Linked DNA regions of Mus musculus: region 1 is linked to region 2. A link is a contact called in public promoter capture Hi-C data. All regions are on one chromosome and are shown on one strand. The core of a region is the stretch at or near the end of the contact, and the rest is flanking DNA. Distances in the headings are between cores, read along the strand shown. Region 1 holds the start of A430035B10Rik (RIKEN cDNA A430035B10 gene). Region 2 has its middle 10 kb from the start of Gm46950.

The links. Promoter capture Hi-C pulls out the DNA fragments that hold promoters and counts their contacts.
Region 1: a contact with region 2 is called in a promoter capture Hi-C map of the 3T3-L1 cell line, with 5 times the contacts expected there. The contact joins the promoter of A430035B10Rik here to the enhancer-like site in region 2. A contact is called at or near these places in 14 of 39 promoter capture datasets (the 3T3-L1 cell line, 3T3-L1-derived adipocytes, the C10 cell line and 9 more), 2 of 115 datasets of contacts at active chromatin or transcription factors (astrocytes and craniofacial prominence) and 1 of 9 other capture datasets (liver).

The regions. Positions count from the first base shown.
Region 1 is chr6:8,507,589-8,513,326 of GRCm38.p6, reverse strand. A430035B10Rik (RIKEN cDNA A430035B10 gene) reads left to right here and starts at 4,166. Exons shown (of 2, transcript NR_040452.1): 1 at 4,166-4,348; 2 at 4,516-5,738. It overlaps Glcci1 (glucocorticoid induced transcript 1), which reads right to left and starts at 3,727. Exons shown (of 8, transcript NM_133236.3): 1 at 3,008-3,727. The coding sequence starts at 3,440.
Region 2 is chr6:7,731,439-7,737,737 of GRCm38.p6, reverse strand. No RefSeq gene overlaps it. Among named protein-coding and RNA genes, the nearest start is that of Gm46950, 10 kb to the right of the region's middle. Within about 2 kb of position 4,192, at least 26 of the 459 cell types and tissues checked have an H3K27ac peak or open chromatin away from gene starts, as enhancers often do.

The DNA of each region.
Region 1 (5,738 bases), core at 2,917-5,416, 780 kb before region 2:
TTTTGAAATACACAAGAAAGAAAAATTACAAAAAGAGAATGATCCAGGAACAGCAACACAACACAACTTTCAATTTGTAATTACCAAGCTTCTAAGTAAAGCATGATGTTAGCAGGCTTATGCATATTCCATTAAGGTAGCATTTAAGCTACGGTACAAAAACAAAGAGAATTACTATCTTTCTGTTGGATGTTAAAGTACAATACGATAAATCTTAAAACTGGTTGCTCCTCTTTACAGCATTGTTTTCTCCCCGTTTTCTGACCCAAGCACCAACTCTTACTTAGCTTAACCCCATAAATATGCATGCTAGGAGTGTTTATGAGAAAAACAGACACTGGATTCAAAATCCTGCTTACAATTCTTTGTGATACAAGAATAAGAAAACTTAGTTTCTATACTTTCTTCCATAGTTAGACAAAAGGGGAATAAAATTCTGAATGCTTCCTTGTCACCCATAATCCAAATTCCCAGAGCTCTGAAAGCTTTTTGTAAACAACGTACATCTCCATGAAATACATATCCCGAGTCAATGTCTACCTAAAAAGTGTTGTGTGTCATTTCTCAAGACATAATATAATGTCTAGCCTCCCACTTTGAGAGGTGCAAAAAAGGAAGGAGGCGAGCAGAGGAAGAAACGGTGCACGTTGTTGTTTTTCATTCATGCAGTAGAGTGATGTCAGTGTCAGTGTCTGCAGCAGCAGCAGCAGCAGCAGCAGCAGCAGCAGCGCTTTGGTCAATGGAGACTAAAACCCCCTGACGCCGGAACCTGAGTGAATTCAATGGAAACTCATTGCAACTGTTAAGTCTCAGGAGAGATTTGAAGTGGCTAAGCAGACAGAACGTATTACTTACATGTTGTACTTTCAATATGGGCAGAGGAGAACAAGGCAGAATGTGGACCAATAACATAGTGATAATACAATCAAGAAACTAGGAGCACAAGAGCATGCTTTCAAAAATCACTTCAATGCAAGAAACTGACAAAACACCTAATGCTACACATAGCACAACTACAGCACAGAAAGCTCCTCAATTCCTAGCACAAGCTGTGACCCTGCAAATCTGTCTACTGCACAAACAGACTCAAAACCAAGTGTTTTCATCGTGATTGCATTAAACTCTGGTGTGCCATTCTACAACAAAGAGTAGAATTTAATCCTGATCACAAATTTCATTAAAACTGCTTCATGATGGGGCATGTAATTCCTAAGCAATTAGGGCTTTTGAAGGATGTAGAAAAACAAGTTGTACTATTATCTGTGCTAAGATGTTACTGTTTATCAACAAAAGGAAAGGAGGTGCTAGGTGCCCATTGTATTTTTGCAGCAATTGCCAAAACTTCTCAAACACAGCCCACAAAATCCTCTGCACACAATCTACAATTCCTATTTTTATTTTATTTTCACATTGTTCCTAAAAGAAACCCCCCCAAACTCCCATTAACAAACTGTTAAAGCTAAATCATTCAAAAACGGCTGTGACTGCTGCTGCTTTTCTTTCTGTTACCTCTCATTTAACACAGCTCCAAAAAATGTGCAAGGGAGTTGCATATGGCATTAATCTGTTAGAAAATGGTGGAGTTTTCCATAAAATACACCCAAGGATGTGTGTTCAGTTGTGGTCATTATTAGGGCGATCACGTTGTTTTCATTCATTCATTCAGGATTTGCTGGAGGATGTCAGTTTCTGCAGCAGCTGGCTTGACCTGGGGGAGGAGTGGGGAGCAATTCCCTCCTGGTGCATACAGATTACAGGATGTATTTCTTGGTGCTCCTGCACTTATTCCACCGCACTAACATCCTACCCAGAGGCTTACCATCAAGGGATCTGAAAGCAAGTGCTTTAGCAACATGCTAATTACACATCTAAATTAAAGCTAAAAATACCTAAACTTTGATCTATCATATTGCAATCCCTTTCCCTAACTCTAAACACCTTAAGAACGTCCACCTTAAACAAAAAAACCCCACATACCACACAAACATTGTATGAAGCTTGGTAGTATTTCCCTTCTGAGCAGGCTTTTTTGTTGTTTTCTTTCCCTACTCCGAATGATTCCTTCCACAATGCTGCAGTAGTAGCAGCAGCAGCAGCAACTGTAGCTCTAGGCTGGTATCTAAGAATATTAGGTACTCGACTCTCCCTTATGGCCGGTTACGTCCCTGTTTTGCCTAATTTTCTTTTTCTCCCCCAGGAGTCAACTAGTTCATGCAGTATGTCCCTAGGCATAAACAAAACCAAACCCAAACAGAAAACATTAAGGGGAGTCCACAACATCCTCCCACTCACCATTACCTTTGATACCTAACAAAAAAGAAAGGAGATCTCTCTACACAGCTCAGCTGAACTGCTAAGTATACTTAAAGATGCAAGGAAAAAGTGAACACACTCCACAAACAGGCTTTAAGAAATTCACCACGAAAACCACCATTCCGGCATAAGCCATTTGTAGTGCAGTAGTGATCTAATACATGACTATATAAAGTAGAGGAGAGGATGGATAAACAGCATACACTTTAAACTGCCTCCCCTACACATGCAAAGGATATTCTAACAACCTAACTACCGCCATCAAGTCTCCAAAACACAAACATACTCCAGACAAGAACTTTGTGGGAAAGCACAAAGGCTGCAGAGATTACCACTACCACCTTATGCCCCGCTAGAGAGTTTGTGTGCGTGTTTAAGGGTTTCACACGGCTCCTCCTTGCCCGGCTCCAAACACAGAAAGCTAATAAGCTATTAAACCGAAACACTTTTCTTTTGCAGGCGAGGGATGCAAGATAAAATCTGAGTGGCGGTGTGAGGGTCGGATAAAAGTTGATTTCCAGGTCGCTCCTCCAAGCCCTGCAGCGACCTCAGGGTGGGGGGTGAGATTCCCAAAGCCACTTTCACACCTTCGGTAATGCACTAGCAAACAGAAGCCCGGAGAGGCTGAAGTTTTCCACGCAGGGCACCGTCGGGGAGACGCAGCCCGGGAGGACGGGAGGGTTGGGCTCGCTACCTCTGCACACGGGCGAGCCGGGACTCCGTCTCTCAGGTGAGCTGCTCCTCCGCCGGCTCTCGGGGGACCGTCTCGGGCGGCCCTTGGCGCGAGGCGCCTGCTCGGCTGGGGCAGCGGCCGGCGGTGGAGTCGGGCTGGACGGGCTGGGGCCGCGGGCCCCTCCGGGCCCGGAGAGACTGCCGAGCGCGGCGGCGGCGGTGGCGGCGGCGGCGGCCGGGCGCGTGGGGCTGTGCTGGCTGCCCCGCAGGAGCTGGTAGGGCACCGTGGCGCGGATGGGCTGCAGCAGCCGACCGGCTCCCGCAGCCGGTGCGCAGCTCCCGGCCGGCCCCGTCCCGCTCCCGGCAGCGGCGGGCGGGGAGCCCGCGGTGCTGCGCCGCATCCTCTGCGGCGCGGAGTGAGGGGTCTGAGAGGAACTGGAGGACGCAGTGGACATGGTGGCTCCGCGGGCGGGCGGGCGGGCGGGCGCGCGAGCGAGCGTGTGGGAGCCGGCGCCGCGGTGCGTGCGATGTGTACGGGGGAGGGGCGGGGAGGGGCGGAGCCGCGGGGCTCCCCTTCCGACGCGCACCCCGCCGCCGAGGGGGAGGGGACGCCGCGACGGCCAACGTCCAACGGCTCAACCGCCCCGCGGCGCTCTGCGGGGCGCTCACGGCAGAGCCCGCGTCGAGCCCATGGCCGCCGCCGCCGCCGCCCCGGGCATCGCGCTGACAGGGCACTCGCCCGCTTCCCGCGGCTGCTCAGCCCTCGCGGGGGGTCGCCCGCGCGACACGACTCGGCGACCACGGGCAGCGCCGGGACTTTAGCCTCGGAGGAGAGAAAGGGGCCTCGAGGCGCCTCGCGCTGCGCGTAACCCGCGCCACCGCAAACGCCGCCGCCGCTGCCGCCGCCACCTCGACCCGCTTCTCACTCGGAATGGCAACTAATCCTGTGTCGGCGCCCCGCCTCCGGCCCCGCCTCTGGGCGTTCCGGACCCGGCTCCTGCGGCTGCGAGCGCTGTGATTGGCAGCGCCACCCTACTCCGGGATGCCAAGGAATGGTTGTATTGTCGGAGTGAGAGGAGACTCGGCCAATTACAGTACCACGTTTCCGCTCTGGGGGCGGAGCATGGAAGTGGATGAGAGAGGCGGGCCTCGCGCGGAGGGAGGGACTTAAGAGTTGACAGGCTTTGAGGTGAGGGTCAGGTTAGAAAAGTGGGTCCATACGTGCCCTGCGCGGACTCCGACGCCCAAAGACACGCGCGCGCTGCGATAAGCAAGTTACAAGGATTCCACCCTCCAGTGCTCTCTACAACCTGGGGCTGAGGACGCTGAAGCCAAACTAATTTTGCAAATACACCTGCATCCGGTGAGATGTTTTAGTTAAAGCTGAGTGAAGGATCCTTAACCCTTTTAATCTTAGAAATGTCTTTAAGTGTCCTAGTCGCCTTGTGAATCAAAACAACTTCAGGATTAGTGTATGGATGCTACATTGAACAAAATGCACCTGCCATTACAACCTGTTTGTCGTTACAGGGTAGGGTGGAGAACATCACATTCTGAATTGTACACGTCAACAAGAAAATTTACAGCATCGCATCATCAGATTTATTAATGGAGAGCACCTAGTTTACTACCCCGGAGCTGATGGTCTCTTGGGAGAAAGACCAGGCATAATGTAACAATTCATTGTGGTCATTTCCTCTGTGTGATGGCACTGGGGGTTATTCTTCTGCAAGGAAAATGAGAAGTACGAAGATTTTAGATGGGCATAAGAAAGTATATAAAACCCTAATCAGGAATAGTTAAAGCTCTACATCAGATACCTCCTATTAATTCACATGAGATAAACAAAAACATAAGATTTTACAAAATAAAGAAGTGGCGTGTCAGATTGGCGTCTGCCTGGTGTCTGCCCACACTGGCAAGCTTCCTGATTCCAGGCACTAAATGATCAGTTTCACTCAGAGGAGCCACCTTTCTCTGCTTCCCTGTGTGGTCAGACAGAAATTAAATGAAATTAAATGAAAATTTTTAAAAAAATAAGAAAAAATAAGAAGCACAGTAAATTGTTGTTTAGAAAAAATATTGATGATGCCTAATCAAAATACAAAAAATAGCATCTAGTACTATATCCTACTATATTAGTCATAGTTCTATGCTTTATCACATATAAAAATAATAGCTAATGTTTACTAAACATTCACCACGTGCTAGCCACTGTTCTAAGGACATTATTATGTGTTAACTCATTCGTTCTTCACATAATCCACAAGGTATGTGCTGTTATTATCCTCCCTGCTTTATCTGGGGCACAAAGACACTAATTGTCTTGTCTGAGATCACTCAGCTAAGTGGAAGCTGAGGCCAGAGGGACCCAGGCAGGCGTCTGAAGAAGCCCTGTGCCCTTAGTACCTCCAAGCAGAAGATGCGTGTTCTGATTAAGAGACTTTATGGTAGCTCACAGATGTCCAAACGAGCTTTTAGACATGACTAGCAGCTCCCTTTTCTTACTTTCTAGAACAAATTATACTTTAATTATCTATAGAACAAAATAACTTTAAAATTTGACATAATTTGTCTATTGTATTAATTTTTTCATCTAAAGATTAATGGTTTCACTAAGTATAACCTTTTGTGAATAGAAACAATAAATGGCTTCTTTTGGTGGGTTTTTTTTTTTTGGAATAGCAAGAATAAGATTACAACAATGTTATACTAAAATGTATAAAGGTTTTAAACTACTGATAAATGTCTAA
Region 2 (6,299 bases), core at 2,943-5,442:
TTCTGGGGCATGCTACTTCTAACAATAGTGGTAACAAGAAAATGCAGCAATGCAAGAACAATTTATTTTCATCCAAAGTCATCACACTGCAAATAAATCTATTATTCAGATTACAAGAAACCAAATCTTAGAGAAATGACTTGGTTAGTGTCACAGAATTTCCCAGAGTATTTCTAAAGTTTGATCCCAATCCAGTCAGTCTCTCCAATCATCACATTCTGATCCTAGAGTGTGAAATTGTCCAACGCAGGATGAAATTACAGATGTTTCAGAAAGACCAGAAGCTTCACAAATGCTACAGCCTTTTCTGTCCTTGGTCATTAATCTGAGATGTTGTGAAAATCTAAACTATATACTGTGGATTCCATTGCATTATAGTTGATGTGACTAAATTCTATAGTATTACAGTGATGTGACGTCAGCTCCCTACTGAAGCCTACCAAAGAAACAAGAGTAGTGTTACTTGAATTTTTGAGAAAAATATAACATTTTATCTATTTATATAAACCATGGGCTAGTCTCTACTGCCCGCACATACTGTAGACATACATGCTCACTCTAATATAAAATCAAACTATCTTCTATCATATCACTCTCAAAGCCTTGGAATGTCCTTGGAATGTCTGTACTTAAAAAGTTACTTAGTAACTTTAGTACTAACATTGGAAGAAACTTTTTAAGTATATAGAGATGTTATGCTAAATGATACAGAGCAGCTACTGAAGAAGAAACACTGCACAGTCGCACTTACAGGAGACCCAGGAGATCTGAACTCAGAGAAGCAAAGGACAAAATGATGGGTGTTAGGGTTGAGGACAGGGGACAATGAGAAATGATAACTCAGTGGATATAAAATGAGTTATACAACATCCATAAATCCTAGAGCCTTGCTAGACAATGTTGCTCCTGTTGATAACAATGCTGTATTATAAACTTTAAGCCTGTTAAGAAGGTAGATCTCATTAAGTGCTTCTTCCACAATAAAAAAAAATAGTATTATGGTATAAAACATGAGAATATGTGTGTTTCATGACAGGGTTTCTTTGTGTAGCCCTGACTTTTCTAGAACTTACTCTGTAAACCAGGCTTATCTCAAACTCTTAGAAATCCACCTACTTCTGTCTCCCAAGTTCTGAGATAAAATGTGTGTGCCATTACAGTTCAGCATGTGAATATTTTTTAACACTAAGAATTTTCAGTCCACGTGATAAAAGCTATGCTTTTTAATGTATTTCAATAATTGGAAAATATTTGAATTAAGCCAGCACGAATGTAGTAAAGCATTGAAATGAGCTTATGTTTCCTTTATCACAGCAGATGGATAGCTATCTGAAAATATTCACTCATGTGAGAGACATAGCTAACTGTAAAGGAAGCTAGGCCATTTGTTAAGGGCTTAAGAGTTTAATATCAAGAAGACAGAGATTTATTCTGTAGGCAAATGAAGTCAGAAGAGGTTTCCCAGCAAGAAGGCAGAATTCAGTTGAGTGGATTTGCAGGAGGATGACTTTAGCTTCGTTGTGGAGACCTGGGTGGTGCAGGGAATGTCCAGTAGCAGAGGGTCAGACAGGAGGCAAATGATGCTATCAGGAGGCACAGTGATCAAGAGATGTCCTGGCTAGATGTGGAAGAATGCCAGAGACAACATGGCCACAGGCATCCCCATGATTAGAAGATGTGTTAGAGATTGAGACCAGAGCAGAATAAAGGATGAAAGAGGTTGCATCTTCCTTTTGACTGACTTTTGTGGAGGAAGGAATAGAAATGGGTAATAGTGAGTGGGATTCTCTACATACATATTTTATATATGAACCATACCCAATGCATATACATTTAAGGTGTATTTAATATAAACATTAAAGTGTGGCACACACTCAGACAATATCCAATAAGTTTATGTATAAGGAGGTGCATCTAAATCTAAGGCAATAGAGTAAGAACTTCAGTTAGCAGGAGACCATTACCCTACAGGAAATAGAAGGAGAAATTTACTTTGAATCCCATTGCAGGCATTTCTCCCTGACCTCTGTGGGGAGGAGAACAAATTCATTTCTAGCATCTAGAATAGTTTATCTAGACGCTTGCTGGGAAAGCTGCCATTTCTGGAGACTTCATATGTTCCTATAAACACATTTCATACAAGCTGATTAAACTTAAATATCTACAGAGGTTGTGATTTGAGTTTTGGTGTTTTAGTTTAGTTTAGGCTGTCCCCATAAATGGGGATTGAGACACAGAATCTAAAACAACGTATCTGAGGATTTTAGGAAACACTGGCATTCATAGGAAAAGCCAAACAGGAAGGGATAAACAAGAGGTCATGGTAAGGAAGCAGCCTTACTGGGAAGCTAGGGCTAAAGGCCCTCAGGTCCTTCTGAGACAGCTCAGGTTCCAAGAGTCATAGTTCAGGGTCAGACTTTTGCATACTCAAAGGTCTGAAGGATATGAAAGAGAAGAATAAACACTGTCTGTTAACCCAGGCTGAAGAAAAACTATATAGCTGGGTGTAGTGGTATACACCTTGGATCCCGGTACTTGGGAGGTAGAGGCAGGAGGATCTCAGTTAGAGGGCAGAAAAGGAAGAGGAGGAGGAGGAAGAAGAAGAGGAGGAAACAGATATGATATGAGCAAACAGCTGGAAGGGCACCCACCCCAGGCCTTTGTGCTCATTTAAATCAGTAAGAAACACAGAAACAATAGAATCTTAATTGAGCAGGAAGGCAAATGTTAGCATAGTGTGGATGATTTGGCTTATTTGTTCAAAGGAAGCAGGAAAGACGCAAACACAGTGAGGTGCACTGGTATTTTTCACAAGTATTCTTTTTTTGTTTTTGTTTTTTCGAGACGGGGTTTCTCTGTGTAGCCTTGGCTGTCTTGGAACTCACTCTATAGATCAGGCTGGCCTGGAACTCAGAAATCTGTCTGCCTCTGCTTCCCAAGTGCTGGGATTAAAGGAAGGTAACTGGGCAAGCCAAGTAAACGAGGTATCGAGCAGGATTTTTCCATGGTGTCTCCTTTAAGTTTCTTCCCCGGCTTCCCTCAAAGATGAACTGTAACCTGTGAGCCAAATAGCCACCCCCACAAGCTATTTTGGTATTTTACCATGGCAACAGAGAAACAAACTAGAATACCTGTCATTCTCACACAAAATGGGCACAGCTGTGTTCCAATAAACTTTTATTTGTAGATCCTAAAATTTGACTTTCATACAATTCTCTTGCTACTTTCAACCCTTAAAATGTAAATTCTTAATTTCTGGGTAATTTGTGATTTGACTTATGGACCATCTCTTGCTTAGCTGTGCTCTGGAAATGAAGTAGAAGCCAACTGTAACTTATAACCTTTGGTCATTGTTTTGGTTAGGGCTTGAATTGCTGCAATGAAGACACCATAACCAAAAACCAAGTTGGGATGAAAAGGGCTTATTCGGCTTACACATTGTCCTTCATTGGAGGAAGTCAGGACAGGAACTTAGCCAGGCTGGAACCTGGAGGCAGGGACTGATGCAGAGGCCGTAGAGGTTCTGCTTACTGGCCTGCTACTCATGACTTGCTCAGCCTGCTCTCTAATAAAATCAAGGACCACTAGCCCAGGGATAACATCATCCACGATGGGGCCCTCCCCCACTGATCACTAATTGAGAAAATGCCTTACAGCTAGATATCATGAGGCATTTCCTCAACTGAGGCTCCTTTCTCTCTGGTGACTCTGACATGTGATGACACATAAAACCAGACAGTATAGGCATTATGTGTCTATGTCATATAGTGACTCGCTAATGCTCAAAATAGTATTCCCCACACATTTTGTGCTATTGAGACACGTTGGTGGTGGCATTTTCTTAATTTTAATGGACACCCCCACTCCAACCCCATTGCAACAGTGGCTTTATGACTGTTTTGTTAAGTCTTGTGTTTCCTATGCCATCCTTCACACATAATATTTGCTGTTTAAACTGTACAGTGTAGTAGGTTTAGCATCTTCCCAAAGGTGTTAACAACTAACTTTATGATATTGTTCATCACCTGAAGAAGAAAGTCATTTCCTATGCTTTCTGCCCAGCTTTCCGCACTCATTAGCCAGCTTTCTGTCTCTGTTACTTTGCGAACAGAGTTCATATAGATAGACTAACACAACCTGAACCTCTTCTGTCTGGCTCCTGCCTAGTATAATGTTTTCATTGTTCATGTATGCTGCAGCATGAATCTGCACTTTGTTCATTTTTGTGGCTGAGTAACACCCTTCCCTTTGTATATACCATATTTTGTTTATGGCCTTCTTAGTGTCTGGACACTGGGTACTTTACATTTTGACTACCGTTAATAGTCACAAGCGTTCATGTACAAGTTTTTGTATAGACATGTGTTTTACACTTTCCTGCGTATAAATCTAAGAATGGAATTACTGGGTCAGATGGCAACTCTGTTTAAACGTTGAGCAACTCCCCAATCAACGCCAGTCTTTGAGAGCTACTGTACCATGACTGCCACCTGGTGGGCAGTGATTTTATTGCACAGTCTCATGCAAGGCATTCTGACTTGAGGGACGTAAATTTCGATAGGAAACACTTGTCTAACGGTTTAAAAAAGTAGAATATAAGAATTTGGTTTGTGTCACATTTATAATTTGTAATTTGGGGAAAATGTACTGCCAACCAAACTAGAAGCCCAACCAGAGCCCCAGGAGAAAAATCACACCAACAATCTGCCTGAGGAAATAACACCAAATAGCCTGGCCTCAGTGGGTCCATGCACACAGCTGGCTTCCAATCGGGTAATTCCTCCAGTGAAAAGTGGGGCATTGTTAGAATGCCGTGGCACCATAACTGCTGGTGCCACAGCCACAGCTTTCATCTTTAAGGGGCTAAGATGGTTTACTCTGGGGCCATTTTGAGTGACCAAGGCTAGGAATTCAGATTTAAGCCACCCCAAACTACTTGCTTCAAAGTGGAAGCAGATTCATGAACATTTATAGATTTACAGAACAAAGTCATAAATCAAGGCGAGTTGGAAACACATGGAGGGGTACTTTAGAGAGGCGGTTACAGCAAGCTTGGAGGTCGTCCTTTCTGTACGTCTTCAGACGCTGTCGGATGACATTCTTAGCCTTGGAGTTGGTGCAAGCTAGGGGCCTACTCAGTTAATAGATTCCCAAGGTTTTCATCCGTTAGTCACAGGATGTTAGTTCTGACACAGGTGAGCAAGGAATGGCTGTTAGGAGTTGTGACTAAAGCAAGCCTAAGATAAACTAAGTAGCCGTTGGACCTGTAACATTCCCACCCCCACCCCCACCCCACCCCCACCCCCACCCCCACAGGACTGACATTAGTCAGTCAGTCTCTGCAGACCGCTTCTTTCCAGGAGTTCTCCCTCAAAGCAGCAAGAGAAGATGACAGAAAGTACTGTAGGTTTCCAAAGATAGCGTGTGGAGAGGTTAGATAATGGAAACCATAGAAAACAAAGCTTTACATTATGTCAACAGTGATAGGACAGACACCCAGACTCACACTGCCACTCTCATCAGCCCGAAGGGTTCCCCTAGACATTTACGGGCTTCAACCCAAGTCAAACCAAGATTCAACAGTGTATGTCATTTTAGGACTCTCGGGAACAGGGAAGGACATTTTATTAAAGGTATTATGATACAGGACTGAGCCAAGTGCAGTAGGCCTCCTCCTGGAACAGTAAGCATTGGCCACGTACAGCATTATGGTGGCTCTCCAGTTACAATGTGAACCCACTCCTCCCCCTCTTCCCCTTTCTGTGAGAGATCTGTGGTAGCTGGAAGCTCAGAGGTGATTCAGATGGAATTGCAATCTGATAAAGGAAAAGCAGGAAGCCACCAGAATCACCTGAGGGGTTAGTCTCTGTCCTCTGTAAATGGGGACAAGAGAAAACTTTCTAGAAACTTCAGGTCTACAGCTGTGTGAAAGGAGAAAGGTCTTAAGCAGTTGGGAACTGTACTAGAATTCTTGCTGTTTGGTAGGAGAGACAGGCTTCAATCAGATCCTGAATGCAGGGTTCCTTCCCTTTCCTCAGATCTTCCCAGCCTTCCTGGCCTGCCACAGATCACCCTTAGTAGCTTCTTTGGTATCTTTGGTGGTAGCATTGTATCCAGTTCTTGATATTAGAAATGTGTATGCAAGCCGGGCAGTGGTGGTGCATGCCTTTAATCCCAGCACTTGGGAGGCAGAGGCAGGAGGATTTCTGAGTTCGAGGCCAGCCTGGTCTACAAAATGAGTTCCAGGACAGCCGGAGATATACAGAGAAACCCTGTCTCGGGGAAAAAAGAGTGTTAAA